2 separate regions of the Rattus norvegicus genome follow, and region 2 is linked to region 1. A link is a contact called in public Hi-C data. All regions are on one chromosome and are shown on one strand. Each heading gives the region's core, a stretch centred on a gene start, on an enhancer-like site or on the middle of the called end of the contact. The rest is flanking DNA. Distances are from core to core; before and after follow the strand shown.

The links. A called contact is a pair of places that touch in the nucleus more often than the background predicts.
Region 2: a contact with region 1 is called in a Hi-C map of psoas muscle, with 4 times the contacts expected there. The contact joins the promoter of Ttc38 here to the enhancer-like site in region 1. A contact is called at or near these places in 8 of 12 Hi-C or Micro-C datasets (the A7r5 cell line, the Rat2 cell line, frontal cortex and 5 more).

Annotation. Positions count from the first base shown.
Region 1 is chr7:118,586,682-118,594,032 of GRCr8, reverse strand. It overlaps LOC134479761, which reads left to right. Exons shown (of 4, transcript XR_010053455.1): 2 at 650-817; 3 at 2,870-3,095; 4 at 3,790-5,304. It overlaps LOC102554082 (a long non-coding RNA gene), which reads right to left. Exons shown (of 5, transcript XR_010053457.1): 4 at 4,739-5,238; 5 at 2,298-4,326. Among named protein-coding and RNA genes, the nearest start is that of Wnt7b, 35 kb to the right of the region's middle. Within about 2 kb of position 4,217, at least 65 of the 93 cell types and tissues checked have an H3K27ac peak or open chromatin away from gene starts, as enhancers often do. A contact at or near this core is called in kidney and liver, where this site is marked.
Region 2 is chr7:118,802,164-118,809,514 of GRCr8, reverse strand. Ttc38 (tetratricopeptide repeat domain 38) reads right to left here and starts at 4,360. Exons shown (of 14, transcript NM_001130499.1): 1 at 4,254-4,360; 2 at 3,457-3,534; 3 at 2,235-2,316; 4 at 641-812. The coding sequence starts at 4,274.

The sequences.
Region 1 (7,351 bases), core at 2,968-5,467:
CTTCGAGCATGTCAGGGTGTAAGGGACGGAGGTGTGGTCCTTCGCATTCAGGTCTGAGTAAGTGGCGGCATCAGGCAGAGAGAAGAGTTCCAGCAGACGACCATGAGCCAGCCATCCTTCTCTCAGCACACAGTCCCGACTGGACACTGCCGGGTGGGCCTCTGGCTGCAGAAGTCAGCCTAGGCACCAGGCTGTGGCCCCTGCATCAGGCCTTCCCAGTGACTGATGTGACCAGGGCCCACTCTGGCAGACTGAGGACAGCTCTGGGGTCATCATGGAGGGTTCATTCTACAGTGTCCGCCCCAGCACCCTTCCTTCTGTTCCTGTCCCTGGTTCCATCCCAGGCCATTTCTCCACACAGGAGATCATTAAGCACTGGTTTTCTCGGTCACCCTAGGGCTGGGGTTATAAGACCACGCTGCACCAGCTACAGCACCAGCTATCCCGCTGGAAGGTAGTCTAGTCCTTGAATCTTGGAGCCTGTGGAGGTATAGGCTAGGGAGAGAAAGGTCTTCCATGGGGGCCTGTGAGCTCCAAGGGCTGCTGTTTGATGGCTCCTTGCTCTGGTCCCCCCTTCTTAGCTCCTCAAATAAATTCCCCCCTCTTAAAAGGACCCAGTCCAGCTCTTAACCCTCAGTATATCTTCCAGACCTAACTGTCCTCAGTGCCATTCTGCTGCAATGTTCCCTGCTGAGATGAGACCACATAGGGTCAGCCTTTCTATGACCCAGGAAGACCTTGGTTACTCAAACCAGCCTGCTGCAGCCCCTTCTTCCCATCTTCCTACAAGCTGGCCCCAAACCACAGGTGCCCACATGTAAGTTGGGCTCTCTCATGAAAGGGGACTCAAGCAGACAGAAGAAAGGGGCTCTAGCCAGGGCAGAACGTCTACCCAAGGGCAGCTGGGAACAGTAGTACAGGATTCTGGGAGTTCTGTCTTGGCTAAGGGTGCTTCCTTCCAGCTCAGGGTCAGGCCTGTTCTCTAGCACTCTAGCTGGTACCTTCCAGCTCAGTTGGCTTGTGGCCAAAGCTGCATCTGTCCCAGTGGCAGGGAAAAGTGCACTTCCCACACTCTCTGAGACGCCCCTGGGGGCGGGGGACTCTTGTGTTGCCGTGAGACTGCTTGCCCAGAGACAGAGACGGACATCCTGCTGTTCTTAGTGCCCTGAAAACCCAGATGAGGGACAGTGACCCCAGAGTGGATATCCAGGGTGCTGCCAGCCCCCGTCTTTCTCCCCTCCTCCAGCCCACAGCCACAGCTTATACCCCAGAGGTTAAGAGACGGGCCATTGCAGGGCGTGGCAGCTCAGCACCGACTGGCCTAGTCTAAACTGATGTTCCGCCAAGGAGGCCCTTTGGCTGCCGTGAGCACCTAAACAGCCCTGCCTTTGTCCTAGTGGCCACAGGCACTGTTTGCTCAGTGCCCAGCTTGCTTTTCCCAGGCTGAGTTGGGCAGGCAGAGGCCCGGGTGCCATGGAAACAGCGCAGGCCACCTGTCTTGTCCAGCCCCCGCTTTCTGCCCAGTTGCTTTCTCAGTCGCTTCAGACCTCCTGCTGCACTGGCCCTGCCCCAGCTGCCCTCGTCCCACCCCCTCACTAGCTAGGCTGGGTGCAGAGACAGCCAAGGGTTTCAGGGGCCCTGGGGATCGCACAGATCCTGGGATTAGCTCCGGCACCCTCAGCACCCAATCGGTTGACTGCTTGCTGCCTGCAGGGCAACTCAAGAGTCCAGCACAGAAATCCTTTACCTGGGACCTCCGCCCTGAACGGAGGAGGATTTCCTGTACGTAGGAGGAAGGCTGTGGGGTCCCTCAAAGGCTCCACAGCTTCATTAAAACTGCAGCACCAGGGGCTGGAGAGATGGAGCAACAGTCAGGAGCACCCGTCGCTGTTCCAGAGGACCCAGGTTCAATTCCCAGCCCCTATATGCTAGCTCACAAGTGCCTTTGCCTCAGTCCTAAGGGATCTGGTGCCCTCTTCTGGCCACTATGGGCACTGCACATACATGGTGCATGGATATAAATGCAGACAAAAATCAATGAAACAAATAAACAAAAAGCCCATCTGCCCCAGCCTCTGATTTTCTCCTGTTCTTTTGAAATCTCCAATCATTCATTAAGATCAGCCTGAAGTCCCAGGCACAAGACATCTAATTCTTGTCCCCAACAACACTTCCTGACCGCTAGTGTATCCTAGGTTTTTCTCCAATAAGTAAGTAACCCGTGTGATAGACCTGACCTTGGACCTACCTGTGTCCACACACTCCCTCAGTGGGTCTCAGTATAACCAAGACAGGACCAATCTCTTCTAGATTTATTTTCAGGGTGCATGGACATTCTCCAGGTAGGATTTGGGGAAAGATGGCAAGCACAGGAAGTTCTGTGGTTGGGAGAAGTTGGAAGGCAGAATTTCACTCCCCCTGGGGCAATGAGAGAAGCCTGTGCTCATTCTAGGAGAAGTCCCCTGACCCAGGCAGAGGAGGACCCACCCATGTGACCCCAAAAGCACCAGCCTGTCAGTGCCTGTGTTCTCAGATGTCTTTTTCAAGGGATGCTTATTTGCTCCATTCTCCAGATGAGAAATATCAAGGCTCCAAGAGTGTCCCGTAGTATCGTCGTCACTGGGCCAGTGGTTAGGGAACTCTCCTGATCGCCTTTAGCACATCTCCCCACCCCAAGCTGTCCTTAGAGTTCCCTCCCCACCCCTGATCATGTGGCCAATCATGTCATCCGGGTGTGTATCATTAGACAGCAGGGTACAGCTTGGTGTGCCTAATGTATTTTGCAGGCAGGGACGTGGGCTGGAGAGGGTCAGGGCTTGGTGACTCTGCCCTGCATTTTCCCAGCCCCTCTCATGTCATTTTGTTTCAGCTTTTGAAATATCTACTTTGTCTACCTGGAAGCTGCTGGCTTCGGGCACGACTGTCCCTTCTGCCTGCTCAGTCCAAGCCAGCCTTGTCACCTCCCTGCAGCGGTCACTGGACAGGCACTGTCTGCCTTGGCTGGGCTCCTGGGTGGCCAGGAGGCTCTTGGAAAGCCCTCTTCATTCCCACTCATGGAGCTCTGAAGCCCTTTTCCGGAATGGCTTCCCGATGAGGTAATGCTTCTTGCAGACGGGAGGAGGTCCTGGAGAATGGCAGCCAGTGGCCTCCTTGCCTGGGCGACCTGCCCAAGGCACAAAATGAACCCTTTTTGGTGGCTGAAAGGAAGACCAGGCCCTAGACTCCAGACCTTCATTCATCTCCCAGCCTTGAGCTGGGACTATCCCAGGGCTGGGCTGAGCTTGCAGCCTTACAGTTCTCTTCCCTGCCTCTCAGCTGAGGGGAAACTGAGGCCCGAAGGGGTAGGGGGTTGGTTACTCTCAGAGCTCCAGCAGGAATCCACAGTTACTTCTATTTGACACTCTGAGGGACAAAGAAATCCTCCTGGGTCACCCGCTTGGGTCTGAGAGTAGTCTCTAGCTATGCTTCTATGTTGGAGCTGGGTGGATGCTGGCCCAGAGGACAGCTGCTGGGTTATCCACTCTCCGCTCTATAACCTGAGGGAGAGAGAAGCTGGAGAGACAGACACTACGCCAGGAACGTCCTTGTTTCCTCACTCCTACCGTATGCCTGCCAGGCCTCGCACTGGCGATGGGGTCCCTAATACCCACATGGTCCAGAAACACCCACACCTCAGGCTTGGAAAACAATATGAAACTTCTCACTTCCGAAGCTGGTGGCCACAGTGCCCGGAGCCTGGGGCTGGCACCGGAAGACCTTCAGGACTAGATAACAGCTGTCTTTCTCCAGCCCTGCAGGACCCCAGTGCTTGGTGGGATTGAGACGCAGGCTGGAAGATGACTCCATGAAGCAAGCAGGCCTAGCGTCTGCAGGCCCAGCTGGCCCTGTCCCCGATTTGGATTTATTGCGCAATGTTATCCAAGCCCCCCTGTCCTGGCCGGGTCTCAATCTCTCCATCTGCAGACAGGAGGAGGGCAGGAGAGGCCTCAACTGGACTCCAGAGCGCCCCAGGTCTGGCGGCCCAGACCTGCAGCTGTGTGGGCGCAGCCTCTCCGGGCAGGAAGTTAATTTCCGCGTTGGAGGCAATGCCTGAAGTGGGCCCAGTGCTCTGCATGTTCCGATGAGGGCCGGGCTGGTGAAGTCATGTGGGAGGTAGCAGCAGAGGCAGGATCCAAGCCAAGATTTCTCTGCTGGCCTGGAGTGACCTTGTTCAGCCTCCTTTGCTCTCTAGCCCCCACCTCTCTGGTCTACACAAAGCTCTGGCTCTACAAGGGAAGACAGGTCCTCTTGGAAGGTGGGCCTGCACCCTCTTCTGCCCCCTGGTGGCTGTGAGGACATACGGCAGTTCAGTCAGGGTTTTGGACGCTACAGGGCTATCATCCACCCAGAACCAGACACTCACAGACAGATACCCACAGGGTCGCTGGAATACACGGGGATACAGACACCCACAGAGCCACAGACACCCACAGTACCACAAGAACTCACAGAACTGGGAACCTACAGGGTCACTGACCATCAGAGTCACAATGACCCACAGGACCTTGGGCACCTACATGATGGGCACTATAGGGTTGGGGTACCAATGCTGGGAGCTCTGGTTTTAACACCCCCCCACAGGAGGATGTCCCTGCCACCTATGTCTGAGGAGTGTGCAGTACAGGTCAGGAGTGGTTAGGGCCTGCAGGAAATGACTCAAAGATGGGAACAATGTTGAGAGAGATAAGTGTTCACCCACCTGTCAGCACCCTCTGGCGCTTCAGGCTGTAGTGGTGGGAGGTGGACAGGATGCTGAAGTGCATGTCTTTTAACTCCCAGCAGTGGCAGTGAAGAGAAGGGCTCAGTTTGCTGGTTCTTCCCACTGTCTCCCGAGCCAGAAGCGGCATCATGGGACAAGACGGGTCCACTAGCCTTGGCCTGATCTCACAGCAGCAGGCTTTCAGAATCAAGGACAATTTCTCTGAAGTCCGCAAGTGCTGAAGACTGTAGGGTTATATCAGCCAGGTTGGCCAGCCCAGTCTGGCTCCTAGGGACCTAGCACCTTCAATGTCATCATCAGAGACGGGACAGACTGGTCAGTCTTTAGAATGTGCCAGAAGGCTGGGGAGATGGCTCAGCCAGTAAGAGCTACTCTTCCAGAGGACCCAGGTTTAATTCCCAGCACATTCGTGGCCTCTTACTACTACCTGTAATCGCAGTCCCAGGAGATCTGACGCCCTCTTCTGGTCTCTTCAGGTACTGAACACACAGAGTGCAAATAAAACACCCATATACATAAAAAAATGAAATATTTTAAAAAGATAATTTCCAAGCATCGCTCAAATGCTTTTCCAGAATGTTCACCCCTCCAGCCCCCCTTTTCCTTCTCCCACCCCCCAAATCCTGTCGGGGTCCTATGGCCAAACCTCTTCCCCCCCCCCCCCCGACCCTCACCAGGATACCTGGCTCATGGAATGACAGGGCCCCAGAGTGCCATCATGTTAGAACTTGAATGGTCAATGCCGATAGGGGCCAAGTATCCATTGCACTGGTAGATAAACTGAGGCTGCAGCAGAGGACCTGGTAAGGCCCAGAACTAGCCAGACACAGACCTGGAACTGGGATGGACACAGAATCCAGGGGTAGTCACCAGTCCAGAGGGATACTGGCACTGTGTTACTGGATCTCCAGAGGAAGGTTTGAGGACTGAGCTAGTCTGGAACATACTCCATACCTCTCACCCTGCTACCCTGACTGATGAGACAGGGCTGATAGAAAGAGAGGACCAGGGTGAAGAGTCAGAACTTTCCATGTTCAAGTCCAGAGGACTGGGAGTCTGATACTGGTGTCTGAGGGTCCAGCAGGAGTAAAGCTCTATGTCACACACCCCCTTGTCTGACGTCCCCCTTTCTAACCTTCTAAAGAAGAGATACTTGGGGATTGAGAATGTCATTATTTGGGTCTATAGAGGAAGCCATGCCCTCAGCAGATGCTCTGGTGTAGAAAGACAGCATGGTATGACCAGCAGAAGGAATCAGCCTGGTAGGCTGTGTACCAGAGCAGGGTACACAGGGATGGGGGCAATCGCCCAATTCCTTTCCAGGCCTCTCCCCACCTCAGCTGTGCGTCACAGTAATGAACAGTAATCCCAACCTCTCTGTACTTCATCACCACAGTCTTTCCTTCCCAGAAGACAACGGATTAACACACACAGAGAAGGGACAGGAGATAGTCTAGCAATCATAGAAGATATTGTCGTTGCTGCTGACATTATTACATTGGTGCTGAGGAGAGGGATTCAAGGTGAACAAGATACGACCTAAGCTCTTAGGAGTTGACTGGGCTGAGGGGTGGACATGTCAGCCCTCCTGGGAAGCCTGGTATAGGAAGTGACTCACACCAGGGGCGTTGGGGACAAGCTTCCTAGACCAGCATTGTGTAACCAATAAGGATAGGAGACAAATGGAAAACTCTATCCATTGGAGCACACCAGGGCCTACACCAGGGCCTTCGCCAGGGCTGGATCAGGCAGATGCAGTCTGAGGGCTGGTGGCTGACGGGAACCATCTCTTTGTGAGCTTTGGCCCATGGACCCGGTATAGACAAGTGTCAGGGCCCCAGACAGCCTGTGGAGTATACGTTACCATGCCCTGGCCTGCATCCTCTACTCCAGTCCAGGGCACCCAACAGAATCAGAGCTGCACAGGTGTCAGAGGACCTAAGATGCTGCACGCAAGTCTGAAAGCCCAGAAGTTCTTGTCTGGGGTTCAACCAAGTCTTATAATTCAGCAGGGTGGTGGGGGCATACACGTTTAATCCCAGCACTTGGGAGGCAGAGGCAGGTGGCGCTCATTCTGGTCTACAGAGTGAGTTCAGGGAGAGTCAGGGTTGCACAGAGAAACTCTGTCTTGAAAAACAAAGAAACACAAAAAAGAAAAACAACAACAAAAACCTCAGAATTCTGGGACCGGCTATTCTTCTAGAAGACCTGGGTTTAATTCCCAGCACCCACAGGTAACTCAGGCCTGTCTGTTACTCCAGTTCCAAGGCTTCTGACACCCTCACACAGACATAGATGCAGGCAAAACACCAGGAAGCATAAAAATGAAAAGATCTCATAATTCTAAGATGATGACCAGGACCCCTTAAAGGTGGGCTTTGTGGTACTGCTTACTGGCTTGCTCCCACACCTGGTACCCAGGGAGGCCAGAAGGTGGTGTGATCCTTCTGGAACTGGGGTTGCAGGCAGTTGTGAGCCACCCTTTGGGTGTGGGGAGCTGACCCTGGCTCCTCTGGAAGAGTAGGAAATACTCTTAACTGCTGAGCCATCTGTCTAGCCCGAGTGTTCCTGATTATAAATGGTCTGTTGTTG
Region 2 (7,351 bases), core at 3,111-5,610, 220 kb before region 1:
GTGTGTGTGTGTATGTATGTATATATGTATATGTATATGCATATGTATACATATATATCCTAAAGACTTGTATGTTAAAGGCTAGGTATCTCAGACTGTGCTGTTGGGAGGTAGAGCAACCTCCCAGAGTTTTGGCCTGGTGGTCTTAAATTAGGTCACTGGGAGCATGCCTTTGAATGATTCCTAATAGGAGCACACCTTGGGCCCTTCTTGACTTTCCAGGCTGCTATGAGATGAGTATATAACCACCAGAAAGTACTGCCTTACCATAGCCTCACAGGCCATAGTGTAGGTTCCCATAGACCTCTGAAACCATAAGCCAAAATTAACCTTTCTTCTTTATAAATGTATTGTCTCAGGTATTTTGTTACAACAACAGAGAGCTGATGAACACAGCAAGAAGCAAAAGGGTCGATTGTTTTCTTCTCACTCCTGGGTGTTGTGATTAAAAATAATAACCACGTTAATAAACCATAATAAGCTATTCTGAACCCTGGACCAGGAACCCTTGCTAAATATTTCTTCATTCAGCATTCAGTTTGGGTCAGAGCAACAGGCCTGTGAGATGCTCACTCAAGCTCTGAGGCATCGCCTTGCACAGACTTGGAGTCCCAACCCCCAGCCCAGGGAGGCCTCTCACCCCTTGGCAAACATCTCCACCGCAGACACATGCAGCCGCTCCCGGGGCGTCAGAGTCTGGGTTTGAGAAAATTCCACCATGGTCTTCACAGCCAGGTCCAGGTCTTTGTCCAGCTTCACGGAGGTTCCCGTGCCAATGAGCACAAGGCCGTTAGAGATGGCAAGGCCCATGGCTGACAGAAGATTGGAAAATAGCTGGTCACCCAGCCCAGCCCAGCCCAGCCCAGCCCAGCCCAGCCCAGCCCAGCCCAGCCCAGTCCTGCCCTGCCTAGCCCCACATCCTATGAGGTTCGCTATCAAGACCTGTTTGCACTGTGTGCAAGGTAACGGCTGCAGCAGAACTTCTCAAGTAACTAAAGTTACTTTTTAACTGAGCTTTCTGTTGAACCCCAAGATCTGAGGTGCTTCCCTCTGCCCTCAGGAGCCTGGCAGATACTACGAACCGGTTCATCAGCTGGTATAAGCAGCCTGGGCCTCCTGGGATGGCCAGTTAATGCTGTTCGGGGGAACAGAGTCAACAATCCCTGAGGCCCAGACTCTGATGCTGTCTTGCTGTGGCCCTCACACATGATGGTGCAGTGGATGAAGGTGTGAGGTTCTCTACCCATGCTTCCCAGCCTCCTCTTGAGAAAGATGGAGTGTCCCCTAGTGTGCAGAACGAAATCACTGACATTGACCTGGCAGAAAGAACCATAATGCTAGGATAGCCCTACCCCAGCTCCGGGACCCTGCTCACAGCCTGAGTCCACTCTGACCACTAGCTGTCCCTGTGGCTGCATGGCTTGCCCTGGCTTTAGTGGGGCTACGTTGCTGCAGGTGTTAAGAACACCCCTAACCTCTGTCTCCCTTTCATAGTCTTCTCAAATTCCAGGAACTCACCCAACACATGCGCCACCCATCCAGGGTTCTGAAACGTACTCAACTGACCTCTCCCAGCCCAATACATGCAAGGCTCTCCCGTGAGCCAGCCTCTGTCCCCCATTTCCTTTCTGCTTTAGTGGCTCTGGAGGTATCATGAGTCCTGAGACCCCTGACAAAGGTTTTGGGAGCCATCTCTTGGGTTCTAGGATTCTGGGCTTTAGAGCCAGCTAGACTTAGGTATGTGTCTCACTTTCACGGAGCCTCGTTTCCTCGTCTGAGAACTAGAGGTGGCATTTTACGTCAAATCGACAACAGTTAGAAAAAAGATCCAGGATAGCAGTTCTCAACCCGTGGGTGTAGCCCCTTTGGGGGATGAATGACCCTTTCACAGGGGTCACCTAAGGCTATCAGAAAACAGGCATTTATGCTATGATTCCTAATAGGAACACGCTTAAACAGTTAGGAAGCAGCAACGGAATAATTTTAGAGCTGGAAAGCGTAACACACGAAGCTGCCTGAAAGGGTAGCGACATTAGGAAGGTTGAGAACCACGGGCCTAGAGCCTTCTCTAGAAATGGCGTCCTCACAGGGGCAGCCGTAGTTCCAAATGCAAAGGTAGCTGTCATCGTTCACCACTCTGGATGGTGTCAACTCAGCCAAGTGGCAATTTGAGTGAGTCCCTAGCATCAGGGAGTGTGACAGACGCTTCTGCACCAGGGGAGAGCTTTACTCACCGAAGGTTGGATCTGCTGCCTTAAGCTTTGACAAGCAGCCCTCGATGCCACCAAGACTCTTGTCATTGGTCCACTTGACGTACTGGAAGGAGAAATGCAGAACCAATCTGTCCTTGTGACTCTGAGTATCAGTGAGGGCATGCATCTAAACTCAGATTAATTAGTTAATTAATTATTGGTCAGGGGTGCTGGAGATCAAACTCAGTCTCACACAGCTCTACTACCGAGGGTCTCCTGGACCTGAGTTATTTTTTCTTTCTAGAACACTGAACGTTTTCTGGACCCTAATTCAAAAGAGGTATAACTTCGTGGGTCTTCTAGGAAGAGGCTACACGTTTGGATGGCACTTCCTAGGCCTAGGGATGCTCACTCCTAGTAAAGAACTGTGGGAGAGCAGGCCCTTCCCAAGAGATGAAGTGTGGTGCCTCTCCTTCTTCAGCACTAAGAGGAGCCCTAGAGTCCACTTACACAATCCTTGCTTCCTTTCTCTCAGAAATAACTCCTAACCTGGGTATGGTGGCTTACACCCATAATCCCAGAGACTGAGTAAGGCCGATTGCTGTAGGTCCCAAGCCAGTCTGGGCTACAGTAGAAACCAACGGAGGAAAGACAATGGCCAGTGTTCCTTACATTTAGCGATGTGAAGGCAGGAAGATGGAGAGGCCAGCCTTTGTTTTCTATTTGTATCTTCAGATGCAGGCACACCTTGGCCCTGCCTCTGACATAGTGGGTAACGTTTAACACGTTAGTTCAGTTCTCTGAGTCTCTGTTATCCCATCTGGGTTCATCCCATCTTGGACCTTCCTTCTGAGACCCTGCCCCATCTCCTGTAAGCTCCCAAGTCTCTGAACTATAGGATAATCCACTGCTGTAGAAGTGTCTGGGGATGGGTAGAAAGCCTTGGTCCAGCTAACTCGATAAGAGCTTCAGAACACCCCGTGCCTTTATGGCAGAGCCCACAGCAAACCCTCAGCAGGCCATAGTGGGATATCTGTCGGGGGAACTATTTTCAGGCCCCCTTGGGGTATCCATTGCTGTCCACCTTTGAACTGGGAACCTTGAGGACAGGGCTGCTGGGACTAGCAGAGATGCTTCACATATTGTTGGACCTCTGTGGCAATGGGTAGCTCTTCACTGCAGTGGGATTTACAGACCACTCACCCATCAAAAGCCTTCCCTAGAGCCCTTCAAGGAGAACCATGAGTCTCTTGGGCCAGCATACCTGGGTCAAGGTGGCATCGAACAGCTTGCAGGCTTCATTGCTTGTGGTTGAGAGTGGGAGCCCAGCATCCTTCCACGCCTACACAACAGGAAAGGGACACCGGGTTTTCCTGGGCTGAGCCCCCAAACCCTTGGTTACTACTCTGCAAAATACCTTAAACACTTACCAAGTGTCAGCCAGAAGACTGACACCTAATAGCCCTTGGTAGGAGGTCAGAGTTCAAATGTGTAACTTAAAGGATGTGTGGCTTGTCACAGGCCTAGCAAGGTGTGTACTACCTGCCGACACTTGGCATCTCCTCTCCCACTGCTTGGGGGCTGGGGGTGTGTGTCCCACCAAGCTTGCAGTTGGGAAACTGCAGATTACTATAGCTGCCCTCGGTGACCCGATGACCGTCAGGGTGCACAGTGCCCGTGTCACCCTTGGGCGTGGGACATGCCCTTAAGTCCTGGCAAGCAAAAAATTGCACTTTCCAGGACTTGGAAATCAGGTGGCTGTGGCAAGTCCACTGGCTGCTCCTACCTTCAATCTTCCTAGTCTGAAAAATGAGCTCAAAGCCCGGGCCCTGGGTGGCTTCAAATGAACCGTTCCCTGGATTCAAACCCAGTTCACAAGCTTCCACTGGTGCACCTGACCGGGAACCAGAGTCCCCTCCACCCTGGGCTGCATATGTACAGCAAGCTCAGGTTAAGGTTCCCTGCCTGATTCCGGGTGACCTACAAGTTTGATCTCGACTGCTGCTCGGCGCTGAGCCAACTCCCGGACCGAGGAGAACCCAACCGAACCGGTGCGCGTACCTGGCAGTCTCTCAGTGACATGATTATAGATTTGGTCTGTAGGGTGACAGCACCGGTCAAAGCTTTTGGAGTTTCTGAGGTCCGCTGGGGAACTGGGGGTGTTATTGATTGCGGAAGGGGGCGGGGCGCAGCGAGGGCGGCCGCGCTATCCTGATCTCTCATTGGTGGCTTGGGATGCACATGCGCAGCTCAGCTCAGGGGCAGACAACTCTGAACCACAAGATCCCTGGAGGGTGTGGAAGGTGTGGGTGTAGGTGTGGGTGTGGGAGGAAGGGGAGGAGGAATGGGTGGGGGTAAAGAGTATGGGAGGGTATACCGGGTCGTATTTCCCTGGTGAGGTGCTCAAAACTAGACTGGCAGCTGCAGCCTCTGCTCACATGGGTAGAGGTGCCCAGCTTAGGTTTAAATTGCCAATATCTTCCTTGTTCATCGGATGGCGTGGGTGCTCGTGGTTTAGCCTCTCCCATTCTCCTTCACCGGGCCAAAGGGAACCCTGGGAGCCCTGGGTCAATCCCTGGAGCCTCATACACCGTAGTTAAGAGCTATGCCACTGAGTTGCATTGCCCCAGTTTTGAGTTGCTAAATCTCACTAAATTGCTCAGGTTAGTCTTAGATCAGCTTGTAGCTGAGGCAGGTCTCGAACTTTCAATCCTCTTGCCTCGAGTTGTCCGCATTACAGACTTGTCGAACCAGTCCTGGCCATTACTTGAAAGTTTTAGGAAGCCTTCCTCCACCTGCCCAGTCTCAGACACTCACAGCTCAGTCTTCATCGATGAGCTTCACCCATCACTCTCGGCTGCTCCTTCCTCTAGGGCTTAGAATATAACAAAGCTCCCCTTCCTCCCTGTAGGAGCTTCCAGACATTTTGTGGGAGTCAGCTGAGCAGCGAGGGTGGAGGGGTTGGAAAGTTTACAATGCTATTGCTAAGTGAAAGAAATCACACACACACACACACACACACACACACACACACACACACACACACCTCCTCTTCATCACCACCACTATCATCAGGTATAAACATACAGAATACCATGTCCGAAGAGACAAAAGGCAGACGTCTGGGGGCCAGGGTAGGGGAGGATAAAAATAACTGTCAATGCTGGGAGGGTTTTCTTTTTGGGTAACAAGATAATTGGCTGTAAAACCTTGAGTTTGAACTTAACACCATGTAGCTTACCCTTCCAAATGGGTTGCTTTTTTTGTGAGTATTCCTTCAATAAAGACACTGTTGTGATGAATACAGTCGAATTCTCCGTTCCCTTCTCATTTCTCACGCTCTGGTGTCAACCAGGACCATCATTTCGGAGAAGAATCTGGAGGCTGTGAAGCTGGAGTGATCCAGAACCCAAACTATCAGCATCCCATTCCCACACAAACAGGAGGCCCCAAAACGCCGTGAAGAAGCCAAGGAACTGAATGGTACACAATATTGTATGTGCCTGGCCCTTTAAATGACCCCTTTGCTCTCTGTTGACAGTCTAGCTCTAGGACTGCTGGGGACAGAAGAGGCTACAAAAAGTCAATGGAGGCTGAGAGAAAGGAGAGAGAATAGGATTGGGGAGTAGACAGGGGTAGGGTCCAGAAGACAGAAGAATCAGAGAAGACAGTTGTTGACACAGGAAGAAAGAAGACTGAGTATGGCTGGAGAAGAGGAGAGGGGAGAGGAGAGGAAGAGAGAAAATAAGAGACAGTTGAAAGTGAATTGGACTGGCTGGCTGAGAAGACAGTTGATGACAGTCGAGCCAGGAGAAACTGAGTTGAGCCAGGAGAAGCCAAGCTGAGCCATAGAAGATATTGCGAGCAGAGAGATCAAAGAAGGACCCACCAGGAACCCACAAACAAAGTAGCTAAAATTTAAACAACAGAAAGCAACATTGACAGAAAGCCAGAGCTGGGGGAGGTGGCTCAGTGGGAAGGGTGCTTGCTGCAAAGACAGAGTTGCAATTAATTGTCCCAAGCTGTTCTCTGATTCACACCTGCAAGCGTTTGACTGACTCCTCCCTTCCCCTTCCACAAAACAAAACAAGTCATAGAAGCCTTTAAGGAGACCAGTGAGGGCCTGGGTTTCTCTTGCTTTCTTCAGACACAGACTGAAGAGGCAGCGGAGGGCCACTGGAGAGGCGGCACCACTACCACTATACATCCCCATTGAATAGCAGGAGCTTCCTGAGGGCCTCTGGCCTGCACCTCTGGGCCCAGAAGCTGCTGTATGATGGTGACCGTAGCTCTCAGGCAGAAGAAGCAGGAACATGGCTGTGGTGGGAAGGGCACTCCCAGTAGGTCAGAGTACAATGAGTACTCATGTTTGCTCTAGCCTTGCCTATGAGGGTAGGCTGGCCTAAACTCTGCAAACCCAGGGCTGAAGAATGTCCAGGTGAATTGAGGGAACCCAGATGAGAAGGGGACCCTTGGAAAGTCCCAAAACCAAGTTCTCAGGAAGGAGCCAGGTTCAGGTTCGTGCAGCCCAATGGTATCAATCTCCCAGTGCACCAAGAGGTGCCTTTTCTGCCCTCCCGGTGCGTTTCCCCTTTGTGGCCAGAAGTGAGTTTCAGAGGCAGCGAAGGTCAGAGCTGGGGCCTGGAGAAGTTACTGTGGAGCAAACTCCAAGTTTTAGTGTGTATTACCTGTCAGTTACTGGGAGAAAAAGTAACAACACTTTTAATCTAGGGCTCAAAGTTTTATGTCTTCCGTTCTGGAGGCTGAGAGAGAGCACGGTTGGGGCAACAGTGTGATTGAGGGCAGGAGAGAACCTACTTTCAGGTCTGGAGATGGCCACAGGGAATGAGAGAGAAGAATCTTTTCATAAGACTACCAGCCTCGTCATGGACCACCTCACACTGATTAAAAAACAAAAACAACAAAAAAACCTCTAAAAACCACAGTTCTCACTTCAAAGGGAATAAGAGAGTTTATTCGTGAGCCAAATATGCAAGACCATGACCCAAAACACAGACTTTAGGTTGTCCCAAAGGACATGTTCTTCTGTGGGTATGGTTATCTGAAACTGTACTAGTTACAAAACAGTGATCAATCCAGGCATTTACCTAAGACATTAGTGGGGGTCATGTGGAGGTGGGTTTATCGAAAACTAGGAA